Regions from separate parts of the Mus musculus genome. Here regions 1, 2, 4, 5, 6 and 7 are each linked to region 3. The links are chromatin contacts, called in public HiChIP or PLAC-seq maps. All regions are on one chromosome and are shown on one strand. The core of a region is the stretch at or near the end of the contact, and the rest is flanking DNA. Distances in the headings are between cores, read along the strand shown.

Region 1 (3,036 bases), core at 430-2,929, 290 kb after region 3:
GCTAAACCTCTGGGTCATTTACTCAGAACAGTGGCTCACAGCCTCTGTCTGTTTCATTTCCCTGCAGATCAGAGCTCACACCTCTGAGATGAGACAGGTACAACCCAGGTTCCAGAACTTAAAACACAGGAAAACTGAGGCTAACCCACATTCTGGACAACACACATCTCCATGCAGGTGTCCTATGACCCGGAAGTGGATGCAGGCATTTTCCACTGACAGCTGTTGGGAAAGAAGCAGCTTAGGCCATAGAATGCTTTTCTTGTCTTATGGCTCAGGATATAGTTGCAAGGTGGTGGCTACAGTTTCAATTCCTCTTTTTTTGTGGAATTTTGCACTTGAGTGTGACAGTGCTTTTTCCTCTGAGTCTCCTGTAGCCAGTCAAAATATGTTTTGCTAACTCATGGTCTTGTGGAGTTTCTCAGGATCAAGGAAGTCATAAACCCAGGCACCGGGCTTTAATGATGAGGAGTCAGTGAAAACGTATTGCTCTCAAACACAACTTTTGAGTATCGCCCTTTCTCTGCCCTCCCAGCTCTGTTTCTCTTGCCCCACCCCTGTGTGTGTTTCTCTTCCTCTCTCCCTCTCTTCCCTTCCCTGTTTCTTGCTCCTTCTCCCCTACCCTCTCTCCTCTTCCTCCCTCTCTCCTCTTCTTTCCTCTCTCCTTTCCCCCTCTACTCCCTCTCTCCTCCCCCCTCTCTCCTCTTCCTGCCAAGGGGACCAAGAGATAAGCAGTGTTCTACAGAGGCACAGTCCCCAAACACCCAGGGAGTGTCTGCACCTGCGGGTTCCAGTCCGGGAGGCACTGGAGTCTGCTGGAGGCAGAAAGCAAGGATGAATATGGATCAGAGCTTTCTGCCATAGCATGGTGGGAGGAGGTCTAGATCTGCAAGTAGATAGCGGGCTGCCTATTTGGTAGCTTCAGTGAACTTTAGGTAGGGGCAGTCCTGGGTTACCCACTGCCCATCTGTGCTAGCTACTTTTATGTCAACTTGAGACAAACCTAGACTAATCTGGAAAATGGGAATCATAACTGAGAACTTTCTCCATAGGACTGGCCTGTGGGCAAGGATATAGGGTATTTTCTTGATCGATGATTGATGTGGGAGGGAGGGAGCAGCCCTCTGTAGATTACGCCATCCCTGGGTAGGGAATCCTGGGTGGTATAAGAAAGCATGAGCAAGCCATGGGGAGCATGCCAATAAGCAGCATTCTTCTATGGTGTCACTTCATCTCCTGCCTCCAGGGTCCAGCCTTGAGTCCCTGCTGACTTACCTCAGTGATGAACCATGATGCAGAAAAGTGTAAGGTAAAATAAGCCCTTCCCCTTCACAAGTTGCTTTTAGCCACCATGTTTCAGCACAGCAACAGAAACCCCAGCTAAGTAAGTAAGGCTCAGGATGACTCAGCGCAGGCTGACTCCCGGTTGAGGACAAGGCCCCCCAGGTGGTAGAATCCTGGTAAAGTGAGCAGGTGGGTGGGGTCGTGCTGGGATCCAGCTGGTTTGCCCCTGTCTGTAGAAACCAGCTGATCTGGAAAGAGCAGTCTATCCCCAGGCCCAACAGTCCCCAAGATGCCAAAACACAGAAAATAAAATTACGGTTTAAAAACCCTAGTGAATACTTCCCAGTTCCCTGTCTCCGTTCCTCTTTCCTCCGCCCATTCTGATTCTCTCCTGCCTCTCAGAGACTTGCAAAGAGATCTTAATCACGTGCACTCAAGCGGTTATAAAAGAGCTGAGAAAGATGCCCGGGAAGGGTGGAAGAACATCAAGAGCCACCAGGGAAGGAGAACCCCACTGATGGGCGACTAGATGCAGTTTCTGTCCACCAACGAGAAGCCCCATCCCTGCAGATCTGTGTACAGCATCCCTCCCCTGCTCTGGTACTGGTATCTGCCCGATCCCCAGACCTTCCACCGTCCCATGGGTTGGCTGTTTTACCCAGACCTAGAATTACCCAAATCCCCTTAAATACATGGTTGCAAATGAGGACGGTGGGGTGTGGGGGGGAGGGCAATAATTGTGACAGTAACTCACAGGGCCAGGCCTGACACGTCTCTAATTGCCTGCTAAAATTGTCGCTGTCTCCTAAAGTGCAAATTATCACCCGAAATGACAAGAGTAATGAATGAGGGGACTCTGATGTAATGCAACAATTAGCCCTCAAAGACACTGTCTAATGCGGAGAGGCAGGGCTCCCACTCCTCGTTATTAAGTGCCTGATAATTATTTAATTATCTATCTGCCAGCATGATTACTTGGTTTATTTAGCTGCAGATGTGGGCAGGAGCGTTAGGGTTTAAGGTCAGAGGAAGCCACCCCAACGCCGGCCACCACCTAGGCAGCTTGGGTGTTAGGGGCTACTCCTTGTCTGACACCCCTAAATGGCTCTGGCAGCCTGAACGCAGGGTCAGAAAATTGTTCCTTCTTCATACCCGGCTCTGACTCAGAGGCTGGGGCCCTGGAAGACCAGCGCTGAGGAGCTCGGTGTTCCTCATTGTAGGCAGGAGGACATGACTATCCCCACCAACCTGACTGGTGCTTCCCCCAAGCTGGGCACAGGGCCAAGTCTCACAGCAGAGTAAGCTCATGTCATCATCTTCATGTAAGGAGACAGTGAAAGCTGGAGAGGAGAGCAGGAGAGAGAGAGAGAGAGAGAGAGAGAGAGAGAGAGAGAGAGAGAGAGAGAGAGAGAGAGAGAGACTCTCGACCAAAGTCCCAGGGTAAGTGGAAGGTTGAGTGATCTAGGGTCCTCTCACTATCCCAGAACCACTTGGCCAACAAGAGGGCATCGACACATGGGTGGGTCCAGGCTTATGCTTGGCAGAGCATGGGTGAGGACTGGAGAGGGTCAGTACCCCCTCTTTCATATCACAAAATTAATGATGGGCAAAGAAGGAAGGGACCTGACCCATCTGCCCATTGGAGGGTGCTCCAGGAGGAGACACTGTGGGCTGTTCGAGGGGCTGGACACCAGCAAAGGTGCCTAGGAATTATAAAGGTTCAGCCCTCCGGTCATCTGTTTCCTCATCTGT
Region 2 (3,086 bases), core at 311-2,810, 470 kb after region 3:
CCCCGCCCTAGATGTGCTGACGCAGCGCGGGGCCACGTGGCGGGACATTGGCTCACTTGAGGGGAGCCCCGGGAGTGTGGGGTTACTCATCCTTGCCCGTCGCACTCCACACCCGGAGACGCCTCCTGGAAAGAGCGCTCTGGGGAGGCAGCAAGGCTGCGCCCAGCTCAGCGCAACGCTGGCGCCGAGAAAAACAAACCGGCTTCCAGCTTCCAGCAAGTTCTCTCTCTGCCCTCGATCCCTTAGCCCCTCCCTGCAGCAGGTGGGGGCGTTTTCCTGGCGCGACTCCTCTCCGCAGTGGGGTGTGAGCGCCAGCGATCCCCGACGCCTGGAGGCCTGTGCTCGGGAGACTGGGACGAGAGTGGGGAGGCAGGGGTCCCCGGAATCCCTCTGTCCAAGAAATAATCTCGTTCGCGTCCTAGATGAAAGAGGTCTAGACCTTTCCCTCTCAAACCCCCAGCTTCTGCAGAGAGTAGTGTCTCAGAGCCCAGGAGGGTTGAGAAACCGAGCTAGTGAGTTCTAGGGTCACCCCCACACCGTTTTAGAGATGCCATGTGGGCTTCAGAGTCCGTCGTGTCAAACTCAAAAATCTTTGGCTGAGTGACCTTGGACAGGCCGCTAAACCTCTCTGGACCTCCTTTTTCTCGTCTTTAAAATGGGTTCTTACCACCTCGCAGGACTGTTGTGCCAAAGCAGTGACTCCCCAAGGATATGCAAACAGCATCCAGAGCGACGTCGCGATGAGAGTGCAGAGATGCCCTGGGTTTGAGGCTGCGCTGGACGCCCCAGGTCTGGGATAAGGCCCATAAGTGGAGGAATGGTAAGGGCTGGGCGTGTGGAGGAAGGGAGTCAGAGAAACCACCCGCTACCCCACCCTCCATGCCTGGGCGCAGTCCCTATCCCAGAGAGTTACCTGCTAACCTTGTGGGTTGGTGTTGTACCGGAGTCCCCACGCCCATGTGCATCTAGCTGTGGGGGAAGGGAAGGGTCTTTGTTCCCCCTCAGACCGTGACTACCAGACCCTGAGCATCCTCTGTGTTTCCATCCCCATGGTCCATCCACTGGACCCTCACATCTGGTCATTGCGGGTTTGGAGCCCCGTCACCCACTCAGCGCGGGCCACCATTGCCCTGGGACTGTGGGACACCCCACCCCCACCCCGTTGCCCTCCCGAGGATCAGGTGCGCACGGCGGGGAGTGAGAATGGCGACCCCGGCTTACCTCGGCTCCTCCTCGCTCCTGCGGCTGGAGTGCAAAGGGCTCTTTGTGCCCAGCTCTTAACAGAACTGGGGGAGTCCTCCCAAGCGCCTCCCCTCGCAAACTCCTCCCCGCTCTGGTCCGCAGCCTCCCTCCCTACGGCCCCCCAGCGCAACCGGCGTCGTCTTCGCGTTTACTGCAGCGCCCATGAAATTTTAATGCAGGAGCGGCTGGCGGGCGGAGTTGCCGCACCCGGCCTCGGGCGTGGGGGTGGGGTGGGGCACACGAACAAGCACCCATCTTGCGGACCAGGACTCAAGCAAAGAGATGTGGGGTGCACATCTCTCCCGCGCCTCACAAAGGGGCTACTGCGAGCCTCAGCCTCAGCATCCCCCCCCTGCGGCGCTGCCATAGCAACGCTGGCCAGTGGAGAGGCGCGCGACGGTCGGAGGCGCGATCGCGGACCTGGCGCCTAAGCGAGAAGCACTGCCTAGAATCCCAGAAGAGGACCCGGTATCCGTGCTTGGCTCTCAGGGCCGGGGCGTGGTTGCCGAGGAACTCTGTTAGGAAGAGTCCTGGTCAGGGCGGCGGCAAGATTCGAACCCAAGTCTGTGGCAGAGGTCTCTAATTTTGGCATCTGCTCTGCCTGCACTCCTTGGCACCATCACGAGCTTTACAGGGATGCTAAAGAGTCGCTAAAAACCTTGGTTCTGTGATGCTCCAGACCAGCGCCATCCACACCTTTGAGACCATGATGTAATTGTCATCTTCTAAGCCCCAATATAGTGCCGCTGGATCAAAACTTGTGAAATGGGACCACCAGTGCCTCTTCCAGTTGAGGAACCCCTGTGCTAGAACATTCCACCTACTAGTCCTCAGCTTAAATTTCAGCTCGGATCACGCCCTTGACCAGATGTGGCCGTATGGGCATGGGTGTTTCCCCAAACTGGTTCTCTATTCTCTTCCAGTCAGCGGGTTAAGTAGGGGAGAGGCACCCAGCATAAGATGGCCCTTGGGCCCCAAGCTGTTCTCTTCAATAAGCTAGCTCACCTTTTGGGATTTTGTTTGTTTTGTTTTGTTTGTTTGTTAAACTTTTTTTTTTCTTTTTTCCCCCTTCCCTTTCTCCCTCTTGCTCTGGCTCGGCTCCTTCCGGCCCCTGCTCTTTCCAGCCCATAGGTTTTTTTTTTTTTTTATTTGTTTCTCATTACAGATGGTTGTGAGCCACCATGTGGTCGCTGGGATTTGAACTCAGGACCTCTGGAAGACCAGTCAGTGCTCTTAACCACTGAGCCATCTCACAAACCCACCTTTCATTTCTTTTTTTTTTTAAATAAATTAAAACACTTATTTAGTATGATTGGGTGGGCACGCCGTCCACAGTGGGCCTCAGAGGACAACAGAATGGGCTCTCTCACCTCCCACCATGTAAATCCAGGGGGTGGAACTCAGTTGAGGTCAAGCTTGCCAGCATGAGATCTCCCTGGCATGCCCTCACTGCTCACATACAGAGGTGGGGAGGAGGAGGAGGGGGGAGAGGAGGGGACGGGGAGGGCTGCACACAGCCTCCGTGAGGGACCCATGTGAGATTTGAACTCATGCTTCCAGGTTCTGTCATCTTCACATCCTTCTCTCGATGATTCACATGTCCAATGTGCCAGCTGGAGGCCAACAACACAGGATAACTGGGAGCACCAACACTGCCTCGGATACTTCCCTGTCAGGGATGCTCCTCTCACACAGGCTGGTTAGAAAGCCAAGTGCTTGGTCCCGATTCCTAGAACAGAGCAGCTGACCTTGGCTTCCCCTCCTGACCTGCCCAAGATACAAGCCAAAAGGTCACAGAGCTCGGCAGTGAACTGGGACGGAGCACATTGGTGGCCTCGTTCTTC
Region 3 (3,183 bases), core at 358-2,857:
CAGGCCCAGAAAGGGGTCAGATTTTCTAAGGATAAAATCATTTTTTTCATTCAACCAATGTTCGTGGGGAATACTATGGATATGCCAACCATTGTGTTGGCTGTTGGGGACAGAAAGTGACTGAATCCTGGCCTGTCCCCTGAAGATCCAATGCAATGAGGAAGGGTCATGGTAAATAAATAAATAAATAAAGAAAGAAAGAAAGAAAGAAAGAAAGAAAGAAAGAAATAATAAAAGGAAGCAGCAGAAGTTTGAAGAGAGCTAAATTTAACTAAAGGGCTTGAGACAATTCCCAGGATCACAATTGGCTTGAGCAGGTGTCTGCCAGGCATAAGGTACCATAGCAAGCATAACAGTATTTCTTTTCTCAGTGCCCAAGCAGACATTGCTAATCTGTTCCAGAGCACATGATCTCAATGTGGCTAGTATACTGAGCCAGGGAAGCAACGTGTAGGAAATGAGGCACCCCATTAGATTCTCCATGCTGCTTCCCATTGAATCTCTACCCCAAACATGTTTCTTACATGGCAGAGCTGAGGCCTCAGACTCAGACAGTCCTGTGTGAGGTCACAGCTATCTTAACTCCGGTTCAGTCTCCCTCTGCAGAACTGCTTGGCTGTTTCAGAGTATATAGTCTAATTCCACAATGTTATTTCCTGCTCCCTTGAGGATCAGCTACCTCCCACGCCCATGAATACAGGGTCTCGTAGAGCTTTTTCCCGGTAGCACCTCTTTCCTTTTGGCATCCTCTTAAGGCTTAGATGTCCATTGAGTGCTCTAGCATGGATTAGTCATGTCTGCCAGGATCAGGTAAAAAAAGCAGTGGTGTACCTGTTAATGGTCTTTCTAAGTCTGGGCTCATGAAGGCATTCCCTTTAACTCTGACTTTGTAGGACAAAAACAAAAAATTCCTCTCACCCTAAGGTGAGCTTTACTAACAGAGCAGAGGGGTTCTTATGACATGACATGTTTACCAAATGAGAGCCACCCTAGAGCTGAGCCTGGCGTCTCCTGGGTCTTTGATTTGCTCTGGATCCCCAGGGTCATTCTTAGCTGTGTGTCTGCCTGTTCCTGCAGCCGCTTCTTATACAAAGCAACTCCTGTCCCGATGAGGTGAGTGCCACAGCATCAGAAGGGCAGAAAGCCAAGAAAGTCTCAAGTCTCCTAGGAGCAGAGGCACAGATCAAACACAAAGCCATCCTGGCCCCTCCTACCACTCCTCTCACTGGTTCTTGGCTATTTTTCTGGAGGGGGCGGTCACCGATCCTTCCCCCCATATCCCAGACCTTCACACCTTAAATGACAAACCAGCGTGTATCAACCGCACCCCCCCTGAAAAAATTCCAGCAAGATATTAATAGATAAATAAAAATAGCTTCCTTGAGAAAGAGGAAGCCACTCAGCGAAATGATTCGTTTCTGTGCGTAAACTCATGAATAATCTTATGCGCAGTCCCCCCCCCCCCCAACACAACCCCCCAAGGAGCCAGCTTGGCTTTGGACTCCAGCTCCTCACCCTTGTCCCACGTTCCTTCTGGAAGGTCACCTCCAACCTCCTCCGCAGCCCAGAGCCCGGTGGCTCTCGTGCTAAGTCCTAATGTCCCCTCCCAGGACCACCCTTCCCTTTCAAGGAGACATTTCGTTTCTGGTGCTATGGAAACGCGTGGACATCTGAATGAAAGGCGGGGCTGCACTCGGGAATCACCAAGCAGGAAGGAGAGTCGATAAGATAATGGTGTGTGTGGGGGTGGGGTGGGGGTCTCCAGGCCTTGGCTTTGTGAACCAAACCAGCGACCAGCTTCTGGCTTCTTTGGTGTCACATTTTAGCCTACCAGCTGCCTCGGGAGCAAGATGATCCACTCTGCCTTTTTTTTTCTTCTTCTTCTTCTTCTTAAAAAAAAAAAAAAAATAAGATTTATTTTTTTATTTTCCCTCATGTGTTGAGGGAGGAAGCCCTGACAAGGAGGAGTGACAGCCCGCTAATTATTCCCTTACTGCCACTGCTGTTCTGGCTCTGGACGCGCTGCTCATTTCTCCCGGCTCCTCGCTGAATAATGCATGCGCCCCATCCGTATGCGGGCGGCGCCTCCCGGGACTGCAGTCTAACTAGCTGATAACTGATTCAGTTTGTAAGCAGGGCCGCTGGGAGTTGCAAGGAAAAGTAGCCAAGAACATATTCAACACTTCTCTCTGGTTCCTGGCGAACATCAAGGAGAGGCAGGCTGGCGTGTTGGTGGATGTGGGCGGGTGGTCCTGGGAGGGTACTTGACCCCACTCGAGAAGGACGGGCCTTGGCTCTGGCTGTGAGAGAGAGGGTGTGATCTCAGGGAGGCTATTAATGCTAAACACAGTTATGGTTAGTCAACATCTTAGTATAGACAGCTATGGTCTAAGGTTAGACTCTAAAAATGCATCCTTTTGTGGTAGAGTGATTCTCTTTACACAAACTACGACAGTTACAGAGTCTTAGGGACACTTATTTATCTAGCATCGTGGACTATGCCTGGCAGTCTGTCATAAGAACCCAGGAACAGCAATTCGTTGTACCAGCTAGCTACTATACTGCTACTACTACATGATAAGTGGTCTCCGCAGATCACTGGTCACAACAGCGCTTACTGCTCTTTTTGGTTTAGGGGTCTGGGGAGCCCAGGCTTGTGCTAAGTTCTGCAGTCCCTTCTGGGGCTCAGCTATAGGCTGCAGGCTGCAGGCTTCAGGTCTGAGTCAGACCTGTCCTGAGGTCTCATGGCAGGGCCTAGGCAAGAAGGGAGAGCTCGTGCGCCACAGAAATACAGACACACACTTCGGACCTCTGTCTTTGACGGCATGATGTCTACTAACAGTCCGGTTAGTAAAGCAAATTCCATAACCACATTCGTCAAAGAGGGGCTGGAAGGAAGGCCAGCACTGCCCACCAGCCTGGCCTCTTTGCAGATCTGCTACAGGGCACATAGCATCCCTTACTCATGCTGCTGCCCCTGGCATTACCAGGACATGCTGAGGTTCCTGCACTGTGTGGGGTAACCTGGAAGCACTGCTCAATTGTTGACCTGCTCCCAGCAAGCAGGTGGGTCCAGCCTTCTTTAGGAATTATGGGAACACTTAGCTCCTTGTCATCCAGTCTCTCTCTCTATCCAGGAGGTAATCGACAGGACTCCTGGGCTGGGGCAGCAGCAAAGCCTCC
Region 4 (3,035 bases), core at 536-3,035, 330 kb before region 3:
CAAGTTTCATTTGAACTTGGGGGTAGGATGGATGAGTGTGTTTGGGAGCAGGCAGATGCAGCCAGCACCCCAGCTCCCCGTGGCTGCAGGGGAACCCAGGGACTGACCATGCACGTGTAGGCCGAGACAGGCAGAGGGCTGCATCTGCCCCGGGTGGGTTTCCTTCCTTTTTTCTTGCTGTAGGCTTGGGGTGTTTTTGATGCATTGAGCAATTAGCCCCTGGGCCCTGGCTCTTCCCTTGAAAGTGGCCTCACCTCTCCAGCGTGGGGAGTTTCCATGATTCTCTCTGATTGTGTCTGCCTGCCTGCAGGCCAGCTCCTTTAGAGGTGACAGCTGGGGAAGGACCTGCTTTGTCCTGGGTTCACAGCAAGGGGCTGCACTAGGGGGCCAGGTCCAGCAGTGTCTGCCTGAATGACTGTTCTGGGCAGGGGATCAGGTATAGGAGAGACAACAGCACACAGCGAAAGTGTTTTGTGCTTGTCTCGGCTTCCCTGGGATTGGCTGGTGGGTTTGCCTTACTCAGGTGATCAGGGTGGGAGGCATCGCTGCCACTGAAGAACACGACAGAACCCCAGAACACAGCTCTGTGTTGTCTCCATTCATGAAACAGGGTTAAAGCGAATGCTCTAAGATGGGAGAAACTTAATGCTTGTCTTTAATGGTCCTGTTCTAAGACATCTCCCAGCTGAGAGAACTGCCCAGAGAGGTCAGGCAACTCAGATAAGATCACACAGCATAGCTTCCAGTGAGCCTGCCTGAGGCCTTTTCTTTTTTCACGGGGGTTCGGGGTGGGGAATGGGGGACAGAATCTCATCCAGCTGAGTTTTGTATGGACCAAAGCCAGGTTTCAAACCAGAAATTTCCAAACCTTTCTAGAGTGCCCTAGGACGCACTACCCCGCCCCCCCCCAGGACCTTTCAACCCATGCTGTGCTCACACTCAAAGATTGGTCTGGATTCTGGGGAGGCCTTGATGGCGCTCATCCCTCCAGAGGAGAGACTGTGTTTCAGGCCCAGCTCTCGGGCTTTTTCTGAGCTGTGTGGCGTCTGACATCCTCTTCCTCACTCTCTGACGTGGAATGTTTTCCCCATAGAAGTCCTGTGAAGACTGCATAGTGTTAGGTAACGATGCGGAAGCATAAGCTCTGAAGCCAGACCTGGGTTCAGACCCTATCAGCTCTTCTTCCTACTGTGTGCCCTTGGGTACTTTACTTAGTCTCTCTGTGCTTCTATTGAGGCTAATAATAGTTCTACCTCAGTGAGCTGGCCTTCGGGAGCCCCGCGCACAGCTCCAGCCTTTATTGACGGCCTGCTCTGCCGATCGCCTTTCGTATGAGACCTTCAGAGATGTAAGGCATACTCAAAGCAGTGTTTTCACTGTCCGATCTGAGGGGTCGGGGAAACCGAGGCACGTCGCAGTGTCATGCCATCCCTGCAATAAGGATTCTGCCTCGCCATCAGGCTGGAGGGTGGGGAGACAAGCTGTGTACAGACCCTCTTGTTTGAGCCTGTTGGACAGACCTCATGCAGGCATCGGCGGGCTGGCGGCGGCGCTGTCAGGCACTGTCAAGCACTGCTGGTCGCCAGCAGCTGGATGCACGGAGGTGTTTTTCTTCCTCCTGACAGCAATACCCGGCTGGGAAGCGGTCCCTGGTGTGCGTAATGGTCACACATTCCCCCCCCCCCCACCCCTCGAGATGGAGGAATTCATGAGTTACCCCCGACCCTAGCCTCCCAGTTCTGGGCAAGGAGCCAGAGCCAGCCATAAACAGTCTGGGAGCTGACACTACACCCGCAAAACTCCAGTGTCTAGCACCTCAGGTGGGGCCTCAGCAACCTGCAGAACGGGGCTGAACAGGGAGAGTGATCAGGGAGAGGGGGGAGGCAGAGTGTTGACAGACTGAGGTCTCTCTCTGCTGCTGCTGATGGGTGTAAGGAACGGGGAGGCCTGCGTTGGATCCCCTGTGCTGTGTGACCTTGGGCAGGAGCTCCACCTCCCTGATCACTGGTTCCTTCCCCTGTAGACAGGTGGACTCCTGTGATCTTCTCAAGGGTGGGTATTGGCTGAGCAGCGGAGAGGTGGCAGAGAGTTTGGGGTACTGAATTTGGAGGGAAGGGATGGTTCTCTACCCTCAACACAGTTATGAACCCCAGCGTTCATGGCTGCCATCTGGGCTGTGGTGGCCTCAGGGAGACGTCCCCCAGGGGAATTTTGGCAGCATCTAGATACATCTCTGGTTGTCACCCTGAGTCCAGCTCCTCCTGGAGTCTACTGGATAGAGGACTGGCAGGCTGTTAAACGTTCCACTGTGCGTGTGGTGTGACCCCTTTCTACAACAACAACAACGACAACAACCAAAACTCATCCAGCAATACACATCAGTAGTGCCCAAGAAGCTGAAATACCCCCGGACAGCAAAGAGAGGCCTGGGTACAGGATAAACCTCAGATCATTCAACAGGTGCACACCAAGCCCTCACCAAGCAGTGGGGCCACAGGGACAGCCTCGATCCGGTGCAGTCTGCCTTTTAGGGAAGGAGATAGGCCACTGACAGCAAAACCAGACAGAGTCTCGGGATGAACCAGCCTGGAAATGAGGAGGGATAGGCACAGTGTATATTACAGGGAGGTCTGCTGTAGATGGAGACACATGCTGAGTTCTGGATGGTGAGAAGGAGTGGACTGTGGCATTCTGGGATATCAGATCAAAGCTGCTGATACCCATGGTGTAAGCACTGGAGCTGATGCTTCAGCCGCAGACTTTCTGGATCTGTAACACGGCTTCCCGAGTCTCGAAGTCAGCCAAGTCCAACAGTGCAGGCTCAAAGTAGTACAGCTCAGAGAGTTCAGAGATGGCTGGGGCGGCAGTATTTCATTGTGGGTGTGATGGGAGCCGGGAGGTTTTGGACTCTGGAAGGTGAGAGCCTGCCGTGTCACCGTAGATTTCCAGTTAACTGGGGCTTATTTGAATCCAAGGTATCCAGAACATTTTCTTCGTTCCAAGCTAGGATATTGGTTAGGGAGAGGGAAGGGGAG
Region 5 (3,195 bases), core at 398-2,897, 370 kb before region 3:
ATAAAAGCAGAACAGCTTTGCCGCTCAGCGCGTGCACGCGCACACGTGTGTGTGTGTGTGTGTGTGTGTGTGTGTGTGTGTGTGTCTGTGTGTGTGTGTGTGTGTCTGTGTGTGTGTGTGTGTGGTGTGTGTGTGTGTGTGTGTGCGTGCATTTTGAGACAACGGTTTCTCTGTGTAGCCCTGTTCTGTAGACCAGGCTGGCCTCAAACTCAAAAGATCCAACTTCATGCTGGATTGTCAGCATGTGCCACCTCTGATAACCAACATCTTCATAATGTCTCCTCATAAAGTCCTCTGAGGCACAGCTGAGCTTCTCCATGGTGGCAGGCAAACCCTAAGACTCCACACTCGGAGGTCTCACTAATATGGAAGGGGTGGTAACTGCTCTGCCCCCCTACTGAGGCCCCCTACCTCAGTAGTACCATGTCTTCCCCCCAACCTCCAGCTGGCTTTGTGTTAGTGCTGTGGACATGAGGGGTCTCCAGGAGCCTGTGGTGTGTTCCTTCTAAGTGTGCTTGACAGCAGTTGGGGTGTCAGGGGAGCCTGACCTGTAAATCCCCGGGTGGAGCAACCCTGAGGTCAGGGCTGTTCTACTTCACCAGAGACCACTTCCCCTACACTCCTGCCCAGCATTGCCTATCTGGCTGAGGACAGTATCTGTTGGCGGTCTAGTGGGCCATGAATTCAGGATCCTGTTAATATGGGATCTATTGGGATTCCAGTCTTCCTCTCAGCCCCTACTGAGTGACAGGCACAGCTTTTCTACTCATGAGGTTGAGGTCTGGATCTGTGCATGTTAGTGCTGTCCATGGTGGGACTTCACTGCCCTAGATCTCACATCTCATTGCGATCTACCCCAAGGCTCAGCTATGCGGCAGCCATCATCTCAGGATGCTGGGAGGTGGGGAAGTGCTGGGATGAGATGGTGACCCTGTGCTTGCTCGGAGGCCTTACTGTTGCTACCCGTCTCCTGCTAGTGAGCCCTGCAAGTGTGCTTGAAACCACGGAGTCTTAGCATGGAGCTGTCTGCTCACACTCTGCCAGAGGCCATGCTGGCTGAAGGGCTTTGGCGTCTCGCACATGTACTCCGATGCCTGCCCACCCACCCCCGTTACTGAACAATAGGCCCCAAATGAAGCTTGACCCCTCTGAGCCTTGGTGTCCCGCCAGTGAAAGTCTGGATTGTCGACACTAACATGGGACATGGCTCTGTGACAAGGAAACATGAAAACAACACTTCGTGCCCTGGTTGGGCTCTTAGCTAGAGTCACCAGCCAGCGTGCATTGCCCAGGACAAAGGATTCCTGGGAGGCCAGACTTTGACTCTAAAACCAAGACAGTCATGGACAAACAGGGACCGTTGGTCACCCTGTTACAAGAGTATAGCAGTTTTCATCTAAAGACAGATGTAAACACTGGGCCATTGTATAGGAGCCAGGCAGTGCTGTAACCTGAAGCCAGTCTCACAGGGAGAACTCAAAGTGTTCTTTCCATACAGTGCTCCGTTCTCCCCAGACTGCCATGGACAGGTACATCCAGGCATATTGAGCTTGCTGCAGCCAAAGACGCTTTCCCAAAGGTGTGCATGTATGCCTGGCCCTCTGGCAGCAGCCTGCAATGTTCCCACCGGTTCATTCTTGCCACTCACCCCCAGGCTCCACCCACAATGGCCTCACGCCAGATTCTGAGACCAGGTCTGCTTTGAATGACTGGAACAGAGCAGCCCAGGATTTAACCCATTCCTGGCTTGAGTGCCTCCTGCCGTTAACCATTTCCTCCCCCCTGCCTGTGGCTCGAGTGACCCAACAACAGCCTCTCAACTCTCTCCCATTTTGCGAGGAAACATTTCTGCTTTATGACTGCATGTGCTTTCTCGTCTCTCCCGTTATCTTAATGAATTAACTGGGTGCCCATTGCTCCCTGGCCCCCCCACGGTTTACGAGCTGTTCAGCGATCACTGCGATCTTCGTCAGCTTCACACAGTTGTTGTACCGGTTCCTATTACAGTAATTGGCATGAACTTTATTCTTTTGCAGAGAGATTCTTTGGCCCGCTGAGACTGCATAACCATCTGCCATAAATTGAGACTAGTACGGCTTATTTTGGTGAATGCAAAATTGGATCCCATTCTTTACTCTGTGGCTTGATTCAACTTCCAGATGGTTAATCCACATGAAGTAATAGGAATGCACCACAGCTCTGCTTAGCTGAAGATGGAGACGTAATATTTATTTGCTGATGTGGAGGCCTCCAAACGCTGCCCTGTCGGGATGTCAATATATAACACGGCAGCACAGAAATGTCAGCTTGTTCTGCAGGAACGACAGGCTCCCCTGAGTTGCCATGGGGGGACCCCTGGGTGCCTACTCCCCCCTTCTGTCCTTGACCTAATCTCAAGAGGTTTTTATTCTCTCCTGGGCTGTTTCTTATCAGCTAGGTCTGCCTGTGTAGCTGGCTTCACATCTGCTTTGACTTTAGTGCCTGTGACATTTTCATTAATACTTCTCCAAGGTTGAGCCTTTATTCCAAATACCCTGCAGCTCCCAGAAGCTAAAGCTCAGCTGTGCCCAGCTGGGGGCTGCTGGGAAACTTGGCCCCTGAAATACCAACAAGTCTGCTGTCCCCACTCAGATGAGCTGATCAACACTTTTTAATTGTTACTGATCATGCTCACCTGCTATGCTGAAGGATGCAGAGGCAGATCTTGGGGTAGGGGGGAATTGCTTTCACTCTGGGGAATATCGACTGCCTCTGTGTGTATGCTCCGTCCTGTCCTAGACTCCTCCTGGGTCTCAGCATGTGGTGCAGGGAAGCCTGAAGCCCTGCATCTCACCACCTGGGAGTACTGACTCTTCAGGGCTCCCTGTACCAGATGGGTCCAGCAACCCAGTTTACCCAGGGCTGCTCTGGCTGAGCCCCTATCTCCTCTGTACCATTCAGAGCTGGGCAAACTGAGACAGTTGCCTACCCTATGGCCCTGTCTACTCTAGATCTGCAGAGAGAACCTCTGGAGCTCACTCTGAAAGTCCTACATTGTGGTGTGTTCTGTGGTGACTCTGACAGGGCCCATGAATTTGGCAACCACAGTAGTGAGTCTCAAGTGACTCCATGGCCTGACATCTCGTGTGCCTTTGGGTTTAGAGGGAAGACTTGATGAGAAATTAGATCAAAGAGAGTCTACACATGGGAATTAGA
Region 6 (3,291 bases), core at 360-2,859, 350 kb after region 3:
GCCACTAAAATCATCTTTCTCAATGAAGTCTCTTTCCAAATCATCTGGGAGAAGCAGTCACAGGTGTTCTGACTGACAACTAGGACCCAGGCCCCTCCCATGAACCCAGGCCCCTCCCACGGACCAGGCCCCTCCCACCCCAGGTGTGTGCTTAGGGAGACACCTGTCACTGCACTATGACTCTCTATCTAGGATCGGCTCCTAGCCTAAGACCGGTTATCAACTCACAGACACACAAAAATTCCTTTTGCTATAGAAAGGAACGTGTGCACAAAGTACTCAGGTATGAGGCATGGTCACCTCTGGGGAAGGTGGAGGTGACATTATCTAGGCCACAGCACCCACTCAGACTTGAGCAGCTGAGGCAGGAACAGCAGCTGGAGCCACACTGTGCCCTGGAACCCACCCCTGACTGGATGGCTTCCATGGCCAATAATACCGATGCTAGCCAGCCTGCCATGTGACAGGGACGTCATCACTCCTGTGTCCCAGCCAACAGTCTGATGACCTCAAATATCAAGCCTTCCCGATTGCCCGTTCCTGAGGGCAGGAGAACCCAACCCATCTGCGTCTTGATGAAGGAGTCATTGGGGTTCATAGGGTTCATAGCAATCCAAAAGCTTAACTGAGTCCCCAGACAACCACCAGGATGGTGACAGAAGAATCGTTCACTACACACATCTCACAAGACATCACTGAAACCTCAAAAAGCTCACACCAGTCGATATTCATTGCACCCAAACTACAGATGAGGAAACCGAGACTCGGTGAGTAGACATCACTGGCAGATTCTGATATCCACGCCAAGTCTCTGACACCAAAGGCTCTCCATCTCCCCAGCCCATCCTCAATTGGTCTACTCTGCTTTCCCTTCTGAGTTCCTACCACACATCCACGCCCACCTGCCACCCAGCCACCTGGCCATCACTGGTAGAGCCAGGATGGGCTGCTGAGTCAGGCTCTGCCTCTGTGTGTGACCTTAGGCAAGTCCATTCACCTCTCTGATTCTTCCTCAGTAGATAGGGAGTGTGAGCAGATCTGCTGAACACAGCTGGGAAGAGCAGGGAATCCTGGGATACCAGATGTTAGCATTTCTTCTAGGCTCCACCCCACAGTTACCTGGCAACAGCCAGGTGTGCTGGCCTCAGTATAAAAGGGGCTGCCTGCCCCCTCCTCAGCCTCTTACTCCCTTACTCCCATTCCCCTCCCCTCCCTTCTCTCTCCATGTTCACGGCCAGCCTCTACTACTCTCCCTCTCCCCCTTCCCTGACCCTTTCTCTCTACCTTTCTCTGTCTCTACTACCCCCTCAACTTCCCTCTCTGTGCCCTAAACTCTAATTCTATACTATGGTACCTCAGGGGAGAGGTGCACACCCACAGAGGCACCCACTTCCCCTGCACCATACCATGCCTCTACCAAACGTATCCCTGGGTTGCCTTTCTTTTTTATAAAACCCAACACCAGAGTCCCCAGGTCTACCCTGGGCCACTCTATGACCCCTCAAGTCTCCTGTCTGCAGCCCTCACTCTTCTGCCTCCCAGCTGATGAATCCAGAACCAGGTCTCATCTATCTGCAGTCCAGTTGTGTTAGGACTAATCTCGCCCCTTGTGGCGAACGGGGCCTCGCCCCAGGCATCACAGCAAACACATCCAGTGCCAGGAGGGTTTGATCATGGGAGAATGATGTCATTTGTCAGCGATGTCCGTCCGTGGTCCACGGCCCGATGCATTTGCATTCGGAGCTGGAAGCAGAAAGACCGGGTAAGATGCAGAGGAGGAAAGGGGGTCTGCCTCTGAGTGACTGGCATGAATTATTTCGACCTAACTTACTAATTAAGACCCTCATTAGCAGCCCAAATTTGTGATAGATAGGCAGAGGACCTGGCACAATGGTTTAATTTAATGATTCCTTGCATTTACTTTGTTAATCATCTTTAGTCTGATTTAATTTATGCCGATGTGACTGTCCTCATTTCTAATTAAGGCACTGATGGTGGGGACACCCGCCATCGCAGAAGAATTTCAATCAAGTCGCGCACAAAAGCAGATACCAGTGCTTACGACCTCCGAGATGGCAATTTGCAAAACCGGCTGCTTGTTGTTTTATTTCTGCCTGAAAGGTTGGGGAGGGTCTGGTCTTTGCCTGGGGCAGATGGTTCTCGCTAACCACAAACCTTTATAACCATCGATTTTTTTTTAAGGCTCTGAAGAAGAAAACAAACAAACAAACAAACAAACAAAACCTTAGCACTTAAGTAAACCTTTCCAGGATTTACACACAAGGGAGCAGGGTCCAGAGAGGTTGAGGGGCTGGCCCAAGGTCACACAGTAAGTTAGCAAGCTTGGGAGGAGATCGTTTTAGAAACACTCTCACATCACCCTCCAAACCCCATGACCACCCACTTGGCAGACACAGCCTGATGCCCACCCAACAAACACACACACACACACACACACACACACACACACACACACACATACCTGACAGCTGCTAAGAGCCTATGGCCTGCCTGGTACTGACTTTCAACTCCCTGTGAATTCTAAGCAGTCCATGGTCTGAGTGTACACCTGATGCATGGGGCTTTCTCATATCCATAAACCATCCACACAGGGCAGTGAAGGACCAGACCCCACCCTGCCAGTCAGGGACATGGGCTCCAGCAGCAGAAGGCTGCCTAAATTCTCACAGCCAAGAAGCGAAGTTTGAACCCAGTCCACATGACTCCAGAGCCCACCCTCACGGGTCACCACTGCATGTCGGCAGCGTTGACATACCTGCTATGGCCAGTGGGTACCAGACTCAGTGAGGTACCTCACCTGATAACCACACTTCCATCCCATCCTGTGCTGAAGGCTCCCAGTCCCAGCCCTGGAAGGCAAGGATCAGAGAAATCATGTGATGTGCCCAAAATTGCACAGCAGGATACCAGTGGCCAAGCTTGGGGCCTTCCCTGACTTCCACTTTCTGACTCTGCCCCTCCCCCACCCCACCATTCCTGCATGCTGCAGTGTCTACCCACCTTCCCACCCACCCCACACCCACCCCATTCTAGTTCCTAGAACTCACCTGTGGGCTCCACTGATGGCCAAGGGTTCCCTTTATGCGTTTCCTTTTTCTAACGCCTTGCTCCACCCTTATCCCTTCCAATCCCCCAACACTAGGTAAGAGAGGAAGAAGGTTGGAGGAGAAAGGAGGTGTCCATATCAAGTTAAGCTGCTTCCTGCTGATTAGGGGCATCCTTGGGGCAAGTTTGATCTTCATCTTCAGGATACCAGCAACCAGCAGGAGG
Region 7 (2,931 bases), core at 308-2,807, 370 kb after region 3:
TTACACAGTGACAGGCTCGCCAAGCCCCAAACTTCTGTCACCACTGTCCTTTCACATCACGGTTGGGCTCAGAGGCCCCATCCCGACTCCAACCCATTAGCAGCTTCTGCCTCTACTCAGGAAAGCCTTGTGGATGCTCAACCCTGCTCACAGCTAACAGCAGGCATCCTGGGAGGGACTAGTTTTGCGCCCAGACATCCAGGTCCTCTGCACCCTTTGTCCAGAAATCTCTTCTCGGGCCTTTGTTCAAACTCCCCAAATGCCATGGGTGCTATAAAGACAGTTTTAGAAAAGTCGATTACAAAAAAAAAAAAGAAAACTTGATTACACCCACATGTCTGGGGACAGAAGGGAGGTGGCAGCATGAGCCCCAGCATGCCCAGTCTGGGCAGGAGGGCTGTTTCACTGACTGTATTCCTGGCATACAGGGAGGCCCAGAGCCACTAACTTCAATGTAGGCCCAGCACCCCACAGGACCACTCTGCACTCAAGGCTGCCTCTCTCCAGCCTACCTTGAGGCACAGTCTCTGTGAACTCCACTTCCTCATGGGAATCAATATAGGAATCATGAAGATGCCAGGGAACAAAACCCTTCACTCAAGGCCTGGCACACTGCCTGTGCCCAGCCATGGGTCAGTCTGCTGGGGACAAATCAGCCTGGGCTGTGAGCCCAGCTCCATGGTTTTCAGTTACTTAGCAACTTGGGGCAGGTGCCTGTCCCCCTTCCAACCTCAGTTTACCCCTTGTATTCTCCAAATACTCCCTCAGCCCATTGGTGTGGTATTCTATTCTGGGCCCTGGGCGGTTCCTCTCCTAACATTCCAGGCATTGCTGCTACTGTGTGACATATACACATACACACACATGCATGTGTACATACATATAACACATGTGCGTATGTGTAGACACATTACCAAAAAAAGACGATTACATACTTATAACACATGTGCATGTGTACATGCACATACACACACAAACATGTGTACACACACACAAACGTGTACACCAATAGGCACCCATACACACATGCATGTATACATACAGACACACAAACACACATGCACATAGCATGCGTACACATACAAGCACATGCATGTATACACACATACATACATATGTTCATACATACACACACATGCATGTATACATGCATACACACATGCATCCCTCTTCTGAGCCTCCCCTGTCACATTCTCCATCATAGGCCCATCCACAAACCCTTTTCAGTGTCCCCCGGGGACCGGCAGGTGGGAAATGTCATTTTGGATCCATTACTAGACCTCTAAGGCACTTGGGAACAATCAATTGCAAATTCAACTTCCATCTGAGAAGGAGGGGTCGGAGCACAGTCACCAAGGAGCCCTGGGCCTGTGCCCCAAGATGCAGGGTACAGCAGCCCCGGGGGCAGGACGGGGGCAGGTGCCACCACGCCATGTCTTTGGGTTTCCCTGCCTTGGCTGGTTTGAATAATTCATCGATGTTGAGTCTCCTGGGCACCACTGTGCTTGGTGAAAGCACGCCAGCCGCCGCTTGCCTGTTAAGAGGGCCCCCGCCTGCTGCCTTTTTCTGTTAATCAGGATTAATGAGTCAGTGAAGAAGCACACGGACCCTGGGCACAGACACTGGCAGCCAGCTCTCCGGGCACAGCAGGCCTCAGAAACAGCTCCCGCCTGGATGTCCTCGGGCAGTCTTCAGTGGCAGCCATCAGCCTGTGGATAACAAGCCCTCACCCAGCCTGCCAGACCCTAGGCCTCTCTGCTGGGCCCCTAGAGCTCTAGGGACAGGAAAGGAAGAGAGAGGGCCCCAGTGAATTGAGCTTGGCCCTGTGCCCTGGCAGCACGGATGGATAGGAGGGCAGGCTCTGCATCACACACAGTAGGGCCATGGAGACCCTCCCAGCCCTGAGCTGGTAAAGATTCTAAGATGCCAGCTTCCCATAAAAGACGGCTATGGAGACGCCAGAGCCCTCCCCTGTGCCTGGCTCCTTGACAGCTGTCACTCACGCAGAGTACAGGGTACAATGTCCTCTGCGTGTCGCTTGCTGACATGCCTTCCTTTCCAATCCCCTGCCTTGAAATGTTCAAACAAATGGACTCAGGTTACGCCACCAGTGTGTTAAGCGGCCTTGGGCAAGTAACTTAACGTCTCTGGGCCCCCATTACCTACCCAGGAAATGGAGGAAAGTTTGTTTTAAGTATTACTGAGCCAGATTTGGTGGCATAAACCTATGGTCATAGTCCTCAGGAGGCTGAGAAAGAAGAGGAGAATCACCAGCCAGCAGTTTGCTGAGTGCGGCCCAAGGCCAGCGTCTTTCCCAGTCGACAATGTCAAACACAGCTCCGCATGGCTCGTGCTGTCTGCTGCACCACCACTGTGTATGCCAGCGTGGTGGTGTGCAGAGCGGGGCCATGACACCTGGTGCTGGCTAACTGTGCCCTGTCACAGAGAGAGACCTATAGGGGAAGGGAACCAGGGTGTGGCAGATAGCAATACCACATCTATCAAATCCACCCTCAGAGCAAAGGCATGGAGCAAGGGTTTGATTTCCCATTTAAAGTCTGTAGTTGTTAGCTGTTTGTACTGTATCTTACCAAAGTGTCCTTCTGCACTGGATTGGAAATGTTTTACATGCCTACCAGTCCCTTAGCATAGCTAGCTTTGTCTGTGTGTATGGGGCAGGGTGTGTTGTGGATAAACTGGTGTGCACTGGAACCCAGGCACACAAACCCACTGGACTTTGGTTACAATGTTCTCTCTGACTCAAGGGCTGAGCTGGGACCTCAGAGTCTGTATTCACACATGGGCTGAGGTTGGCCCACATTCCATTGCCTGCCCTGCCTTGGTCTAACACAGCTCTACCACAAGAAAGTCTGCCTCCCAATTAACCCTGGGCAACGGAGACACCAGAGCCTCTAGACACATAGTTCGAAC

What was found. HiChIP or PLAC-seq counts read pairs in DNA pulled down with a chosen protein or histone mark.
Region 1: a contact with region 3 is called in an H3K4me3 HiChIP or PLAC-seq map of embryonic basal ganglia, with 5 times the contacts expected there. The contact joins the enhancer-like site here to the promoter of E130006D01Rik in region 3. A contact is called at or near these places in 1 of 39 promoter capture datasets (the SN4741 cell line), 1 of 484 Hi-C or Micro-C datasets (cortical neurons) and 6 of 115 datasets of contacts at active chromatin or transcription factors (astrocytes, embryonic basal ganglia, embryonic forebrain and 3 more).
Region 2: a contact with region 3 is called in an H3K4me3 HiChIP or PLAC-seq map of embryonic stem cells, with 3 times the contacts expected there. The contact joins the promoter of Miat here to the promoter of E130006D01Rik in region 3. A contact is called at or near these places in 8 of 115 datasets of contacts at active chromatin or transcription factors (the NIH/3T3 cell line, astrocytes, differentiating embryonic stem cells and 3 more).
Region 4: an H3K4me3 HiChIP or PLAC-seq map of forebrain shows a contact between it and region 3, with 6 times the contacts expected there. The contact joins the enhancer-like site here to the promoter of E130006D01Rik in region 3. A contact is called at or near these places in 1 of 39 promoter capture datasets (pre-B cells), 1 of 15 datasets of contacts at CTCF or cohesin (the NIH/3T3 cell line), 8 of 484 Hi-C or Micro-C datasets (cerebral cortex, cortical neurons, embryonic stem cells and 2 more) and 11 of 115 datasets of contacts at active chromatin or transcription factors (craniofacial prominence, embryonic basal ganglia, embryonic fibroblasts and 8 more).
Region 5: a contact with region 3 is called in an H3K4me3 HiChIP or PLAC-seq map of embryonic basal ganglia, with 4 times the contacts expected there. The contact joins the enhancer-like site here to the promoter of E130006D01Rik in region 3. A contact is called at or near these places in 10 of 115 datasets of contacts at active chromatin or transcription factors (craniofacial prominence, embryonic basal ganglia, embryonic fibroblasts and 6 more) and 2 of 9 other capture datasets (embryonic stem cells and embryonic trunk).
Region 6: an H3K4me3 HiChIP or PLAC-seq map of embryonic basal ganglia shows a contact between it and region 3, with 3 times the contacts expected there. The contact joins the enhancer-like site here to the promoter of E130006D01Rik in region 3. A contact is called at or near these places in 1 of 39 promoter capture datasets (the SN4741 cell line) and 6 of 115 datasets of contacts at active chromatin or transcription factors (embryonic basal ganglia, embryonic forebrain, embryonic hindbrain and 3 more).
Region 7: a contact with region 3 is called in an H3K4me3 HiChIP or PLAC-seq map of embryonic basal ganglia, with 4 times the contacts expected there. The contact joins the enhancer-like site here to the promoter of E130006D01Rik in region 3. A contact is called at or near these places in 4 of 484 Hi-C or Micro-C datasets (LSK cells, cortical neurons, nephron progenitors and 1 more) and 12 of 115 datasets of contacts at active chromatin or transcription factors (craniofacial prominence, differentiating embryonic stem cells, embryonic basal ganglia and 9 more).

The regions. Positions count from the first base shown.
Region 1 is chr5:112,048,577-112,051,612 of GRCm38.p6, forward strand. No RefSeq gene overlaps it. Among named protein-coding and RNA genes, the nearest start is that of Gm30032, 71 kb to the right of the region's middle. Within about 2 kb of position 1,680, at least 20 of the 459 cell types and tissues checked have an H3K27ac peak or open chromatin away from gene starts, as enhancers often do. A contact at or near this core is called in cortical neurons and embryonic basal ganglia, where this site is marked.
Region 2 is chr5:112,227,388-112,230,473 of GRCm38.p6, forward strand. It overlaps Miat (myocardial infarction associated transcript (non-protein coding)), which reads right to left and starts at 1,561. Exons shown (of 7, transcript NR_033657.1): 1 at 1,222-1,561; 2 at 914-969; 3 at 668-827.
Region 3 is chr5:111,760,121-111,763,303 of GRCm38.p6, forward strand. It overlaps E130006D01Rik (RIKEN cDNA E130006D01 gene), which reads right to left and starts at 1,608. Exons shown (of 4, transcript NR_045834.1): 1 at 1,516-1,608.
Region 4 is chr5:111,432,861-111,435,895 of GRCm38.p6, forward strand. All of the region lies in intron 2 of Mn1 (meningioma 1), which reads left to right. Among named protein-coding and RNA genes, the nearest start is that of Mn1, 17 kb to the left of the region's middle. Within about 2 kb of position 1,786, at least 24 of the 459 cell types and tissues checked have an H3K27ac peak or open chromatin away from gene starts, as enhancers often do. A contact at or near this core is called in cortical neurons and forebrain, where this site is marked.
Region 5 is chr5:111,392,349-111,395,543 of GRCm38.p6, forward strand. No RefSeq gene overlaps it. Among named protein-coding and RNA genes, the nearest start is that of Mn1, 23 kb to the right of the region's middle. Within about 2 kb of position 1,648, at least 83 of the 459 cell types and tissues checked have an H3K27ac peak or open chromatin away from gene starts, as enhancers often do. A contact at or near this core is called in craniofacial prominence and embryonic basal ganglia, where this site is marked.
Region 6 is chr5:112,108,767-112,112,057 of GRCm38.p6, forward strand. It overlaps Gm30032 (a long non-coding RNA gene), which reads right to left. Exons shown (of 4, transcript XR_880589.2): 3 at 2,777-2,870. Among named protein-coding and RNA genes, the nearest start is that of Gm30032, 11 kb to the right of the region's middle. Within about 2 kb of position 1,610, at least 29 of the 459 cell types and tissues checked have an H3K27ac peak or open chromatin away from gene starts, as enhancers often do. A contact at or near this core is called in embryonic basal ganglia, embryonic forebrain and forebrain, where this site is marked.
Region 7 is chr5:112,132,329-112,135,259 of GRCm38.p6, forward strand. No RefSeq gene overlaps it. Among named protein-coding and RNA genes, the nearest start is that of Gm30032, 13 kb to the left of the region's middle. Within about 2 kb of position 1,558, at least 54 of the 459 cell types and tissues checked have an H3K27ac peak or open chromatin away from gene starts, as enhancers often do. A contact at or near this core is called in embryonic basal ganglia, embryonic brain, embryonic forebrain and 1 more, where this site is marked.